2 separate regions of the Mus musculus genome follow, and region 2 is linked to region 1. A link is a contact called in public Micro-C data. All regions are on one chromosome and are shown on one strand. Each heading gives the region's core, a stretch centred on a gene start, on an enhancer-like site or on the middle of the called end of the contact. The rest is flanking DNA. Distances are from core to core; before and after follow the strand shown.

The links. A called contact is a pair of places that touch in the nucleus more often than the background predicts.
Region 2: a contact with region 1 is called in a Micro-C map of granulosa cells, with 2.2 times the contacts expected there. The contact joins two enhancer-like sites. A contact is called at or near these places in 20 of 484 Hi-C or Micro-C datasets (the C2C12 cell line, brown adipocytes, embryonic fibroblasts and 10 more), 7 of 115 datasets of contacts at active chromatin or transcription factors (bone marrow-derived macrophages, cardiomyocytes, embryonic forebrain and 3 more) and 1 of 9 other capture datasets (embryonic stem cells).

The regions. Positions count from the first base shown.
Region 1 is chr10:100,031,426-100,034,244 of GRCm38.p6, reverse strand. All of the region lies in intron 1 of Kitl (kit ligand), which reads right to left. Among named protein-coding and RNA genes, the nearest start is that of Kitl, 17 kb to the right of the region's middle. Within about 2 kb of position 1,479, at least 47 of the 459 cell types and tissues checked have an H3K27ac peak or open chromatin away from gene starts, as enhancers often do. A contact at or near this core is called in granulosa cells and pancreatic cancer cells, where this site is marked.
Region 2 is chr10:100,151,610-100,154,428 of GRCm38.p6, reverse strand. No RefSeq gene overlaps it. Among named protein-coding and RNA genes, the nearest start is that of Gm35533, 8.9 kb to the right of the region's middle. Within about 2 kb of position 1,383, at least 16 of the 459 cell types and tissues checked have an H3K27ac peak or open chromatin away from gene starts, as enhancers often do. A contact at or near this core is called in granulosa cells and pancreatic cancer cells, where this site is marked.

The DNA.
Region 1 (2,819 bases), core at 230-2,729:
TTGAGACCCCAAAACTGTTTATATGGGAGTCCATACATCTGTACATAAGACATTAAGGAACCTTTTCCCAGTTGTTTCTGATTAGCAAAAAAAGATGTCGCCAGCCAATGGCTGGGCAGGACAGACAGAGACAGACGTGGGACTTTAGGATTTTCCAGGGTTTGGAGTCAAGAGGAAAGAAGAAAGAGATTCACCATGCCAGGAGAAGTGGAGATCCCGCACTTGAAAAGATGTGAAACAGAGGACATAGCCACCATGTAGGACCTGGGGATGATGGGGAGGGGGGTAGGCGAGTTTTAATAAATATTAACTTGGAGTTATCAGAGGGAGGTGGATTAGCCATGTGAAGGTTAGGAAGTGGCCCAGCCTTTGAGCTGATAAAGGCATATCAAAATACATATACTTAATGTCTCTCATTTGGAAACCCAGAACACTGGGGCAGGTAGCAAGGAATCCTCCTCCTGGATTTATTTAATTTATTATAGATCATATAAAATCTACTTATTCCTCAGGTCCCTTCTGCTTGCTGTGAGGAGCAAATTTTTCTCATTTATCAAAACTACTTTCTCAGGGAAAACTTCCAATGCTTGGTTCTTTAATATGATTAACTATGATGCATATAACACAGGTTCAAATTTGTATTGATTTAATTACTTTTGAATACTTGTCCCCAGATGGTGGGCACTATTTAGGAAGGCTCTATAACTTTGGAAGGTGGAAACTGGCCAGTGAGAGATTACTACAAACAGGCATCTGAAGTTTCCAACTCTGCCTATTCTACCTTGGTCCAGGCAAACGGAAAATCAGTACATAAAACCAAGAGGGGACAGCAGGCTCCGTGGAGACAAGAGAAATTTTAAGTGTTTTGCTTACTATTGTAGCTCTGGCTTTCAGGACAGTGTCAAAACTGCTAAGTAAGTTTGTATGAATAAGTAGTCATTGGAACCCTAGTCTCCTAGTAGATGGTGCGAAAACATAGTGATCAAGTTCTGGGGGTAAGATCCTGCGTTCCCCTTCTGAAGGAGGCAAAGGTAACCTAGTAAAGAACTTTCTTGTGCTGTTTCGGCACAGTGATGCTAAATAAAGCCACTACAGTGTCTTGCAATGCAAGTCTCTAAGGAGTCTACAATTCCATGCAACAAGAACTTTCTCCCTATAATGCAAATGAGCTGCAATCGATCCAAATACCTAAAGTAGTGCTTCATAAAAAGATTATTCATGATGACTCCACACAGGAACCATAGACCGGAAATAAGATTTCACCCAGGGATAGACACGTTTGGAAGGGATGACATATAGGTTAAACTTTTAAATGCTAATCACATCCCTTCCCAAAGTTTTGAATGTCTCTAACCTACCTGCCATCCCTCCAGAAGACAAAAAGTTCTCATAGAATGGCAGTTCTCTAAGCCTGTCCAGTTTTCACTATGACTCAAAGAACAAAACTAGCTACTCTTCCTTCAAGGTCACGTGGCAGAGTGCTGACGCATCCCCTCGTGTGACTCCTTACAAGAAACAGAAAGTGGCAGGCCAAATAACTCATGCTGATAGCTCATCCATTCTGCCACCAAGAAGAAAAAGAAAAGAAAAAAAGGGAGAAGAAAAAAAGGCTCCCTTATTGCATTTTCATGCTATCAAGGCTGAGTAAGTGACACAAGCTCACTTTTTAAGCTTTCCTCTTCAATTTTTTTCACCATGAGATCTGGGCAATTATACCTAGTATTTTGTATAATGAGATTCTAAAGTCACATGTGCCCAACATAAAGAGAAATAGATATTACTTTTTATAATGTATCAGTGCATCTGGTAACTGTTACTATTACAACCAATGACCAGCTCAACTTGACACCCATCCCATGGGCAAGCACCAGTCCCTGACACTATTAATAATACTCTGTTATCCTTGCAGACAGGAGCATTGTCTTGTGTGTTTGGGGAAACAGGTCTCATTTTGTAACTCAGGGTCTCATTGTGTATCTGTGGTCAGTCTGGAACTCACAGAGATCCACCAGTCTCTGCTGCCACAGAGGTGGGGTTAAAGCTATGTACGATCACTGGCATTATTAAACATTCGCCAAGGCTGTGCACTAATGTCCTAAACTAATCTGATGTTCTGAAATGCAACCTTCCATCAAGCCTTCGGGAAGATTACCACTTTTCGAAGTTTAGCAATCAGACAAGTAGTCAGAAAGCTGTACTTCAAGACCTCAAGTCCCCACACTAAGTCATGCTGGGAAAAGAAAGAAAGGTTCTCTTAGGAACAGGAAAGAGGGCAAGCCATCTCAGGATAATCCTTTGGGCTCCTTTTCAAAGCGGCTGCTTTGCTGAGGATTCAAAAGAGGACGGAGGATGAAATGTAAACATGGGGTTGTTTGGGGAGCAAAGAGCCTCTCTCACCAGATGGCAGGGAAATGGGGATGGGATCCACTTCCTCAGGAAACGGAGAGAGGGGGCTTGCGAGCAGAGCATCCAGCTAAATGAAATTAAGACGACAGGCTTCAGCTGCTCGAGAGTCCGAGTGCCAAGTCTGCGGCGGCGCTGACCTTCCTGCAGAAAGGTTTCATCTCTCACTTCTCCTTCTTCTCTGCTCCTCTCCCTAAAAGTCCGTGCTAGAGGTCGGTTTGCAAACTGAGGCAAGAGTTGAACTTTGCCCTTCGTGCTAAAAGTTCTCCACAGTTTGAAAAGCATGGTGGTTTGCTTTATTTATTTAATTAATTTATTTATTTTAGAACTGCTAACTTGTTTGTCTGCATTTCATTTGTGTGTTCTTTGTTTTGAGAGCAGGTTTTGCTATGCTGGCCCAACTAGCCTTGAACTTG
Region 2 (2,819 bases), core at 134-2,633, 120 kb before region 1:
TCCTGTGCTCACCCATGTCTTCCTTCCGATACTATGATGGAATCTTTTGGTTATAGTGTATAGTGAGCATTTCAGTCTAGTTAGGTGGCAGAAGGCATGACCACAGCAGGGTGGTGAAGAGGTTTGACTTCACAGGATTCTACCTTGCTGGCATTATTTTATGGTTTGCTTTGTAGCAAACTTCTCAAGAGTCCTACATTTCAGGTCTCTTGTTTCAATATGATTTGAATATCATAAATTTAACGTTGACTTTTATTATAATGAGATAATACTTGCTTCTGGGATTTTGCATGATCCATTTTGATTTTTGTGGTCTGGGAATTGAAGCAAAGGTTTTGCATACTTTTTAAATTTTATTTTAAGTTGCTTAAAGTATTTAATTCTCTGTCTCGCTCTTTGCCTGTTTATCCGTCTCCCTTTCCTCTCTGCGTCTTTGTTTGTGTCTGTGTCTCCTCCCCCCACTCACGTGTGTGCACATGTACCCACACCTGTGTGTGCATGTGCATTCAAAACTGTTAAAATGAACAACGCCTTCATCACTATATTTCTTAAATCACGTTTTATATCCACTCTCTCCAGGACTTTCTAGCTATTCACTTCCCAGAAGCCACTGAAGTTTAGTATTTGAATTGACTTTTTGCTTCAATACCTAATGGACTTACAGTCACTTAACAAATTATGATTGCATTTCTACTGAAAATGAGGTCTAGGATAGAGGCTTGGAAACAATATGTTAGGAAAATACAATCTACACATTGACTCATACCTATAATTCTAGTATTTAGGAAAACAAGCAGGGAAATTGCTAAGTTCCAAGTTATCCTGTGCTATAATGACTAATCTTGTATCAAAAATTATAACTAAACCGAACAGCATTTGGTATGACTCATCCCCGCAAATGCCTAACATCTTATTCAAAGGAGAAAGTGCCTTGTTCAGACTCTGCTCATCCCATGCGGAAGAGCTGCTCAGGGTCATTGTTTTCCTCTGTGCATTTGTGTAAATACTTAGAAACATTCTCTACACAATAAACCTTCAATGATGTGTTCTTGATTGCTTCTAGATACTCTTAGCCCCTGGGAAGTGCATGTTACCAGTGGTTGGATTGTAGGTCAATGAATTTAACTAATGGGGTCTCTCTCCCTTCACTTAGGCATACAGCATTTGAAAAACAATTTTTTTTTAGAACAAAAAGACATAAATGCATTATTCTTACTTATACAAAATTATAGTTTTTGTTTTGTGGTGGTATCATAACCAACTATGCTGAAATCATTAGTCATCTGCACACTTTAAGATCTGAGCACTTTAGGGAAGAGCGAAGGCCCAGTAGGTAAAGGTGCCTGACAACTTTGAGTTCAATCTCTGGTTCCCACAAGGTGGCAGAAGAGAACAGAATCCCAAGATTTCTCTGCCGTCCATACATTACACATGCTGCATACACCGCAGACATGCATAGGCATGAGTGTACAAGTGTGTGCAGGTGGATTTCCATGCACATCCACACAACGAACAGGCCATCTTCAAGTGAATTAATAAACAACTAAATGTACATTTGCTAGTAGTTTACTGATGGAAGTTGTTCGGTGCAAACTTATTTTAAAACAGGAGTTAAAAGTGTTCACAGTCCTCCATTAATCATGTGCCTGTACGAAGCTGAATTTCCATCTTCAGTGATTTTGCTTTTATTAATATTGTGATTACTAAATGAGTAATCCCCAGTGTGCTCTGTTATATGTTTGCTATATTGAACAAAGGGTTATTGTTCACAACCATTTGATTTTCCATTTTTATTTACCATTGTTTGCTTTTAGATGAGCAATGCCTCGTCCCTGGAAACCAAGCTCTTTGAGGAATGGGGACAGGGAGGGATTTATATTTATTTTATCCTGTGTTCCGAGTCTAACAATAGTATGTCTCCATTGTAATTTATCAGAGGGATTTTTCAGAAAATAGTTCAACTGAATCACAGGTTAATGAATAAACAGTTCTTCTGAGCTTCCAGCCTTTATATCACAAAGCATCTGAAAATAAAGGAAAGGTCTGTGAAGTTTTTCTATGCTGGTAAGCGGATGAATCATTTTATCATGCGACTGATAAGTTTTTATGTAGTGATTGGCCCATCTTATCTTGTGTTTTAGAATAAACAGAATTACAAGAAAGCATGAGTATATACATATTAAACTAAAAAGATGCTTTGCTATAAAACTTCCATTCTTCACACATACATAATACAAAATAGTGTATCTATCTTTAAAAGAAAGATCAAATCCAAAGCAAATCTTTGAGGAAGAATGAAATACTTAAGTATTTTAATTGTAAGTCATTCTTTGTCTAAGGAGTTCTACCTAGGGTTGTGACTCATTTCGATTACTGTGATAAAGCAGAATGACAAAAAATGTACCTTATGGAGGAAAGGATTTATTTCTATTTGTAGTTGTAGTCCCTCAGTCAGGGAAGTCAGGACAGAAACTCAAGAAAAGCAGGAGTCTGGAGGCAGAAGCTGATACAGAAGCCAAGTCTTGCTCACCCTGCTTTCTTGCAGCATCCAGAACCATCAGCTCAAGGGTCCTACCCACAGGAGGTTGAACTCCCCTCTCCTCACATGGACCACTTGCTAAGAAAAGGTCCCTTTAGATATTATCAAGAGACACAACCTCACAGTAAATTCCACTTGCAATCTTTTCTCTCCCTTCCCCCACAGTGTTCACTGAGCACGAGGTAGGGAATTGGTTTTTGGATCCATTAGGACTGAGCCCCAGACCTCTGCATTTTGATTGATGATAGCTTCTGTAGTGGTCTCAATCCATTACAAAGAG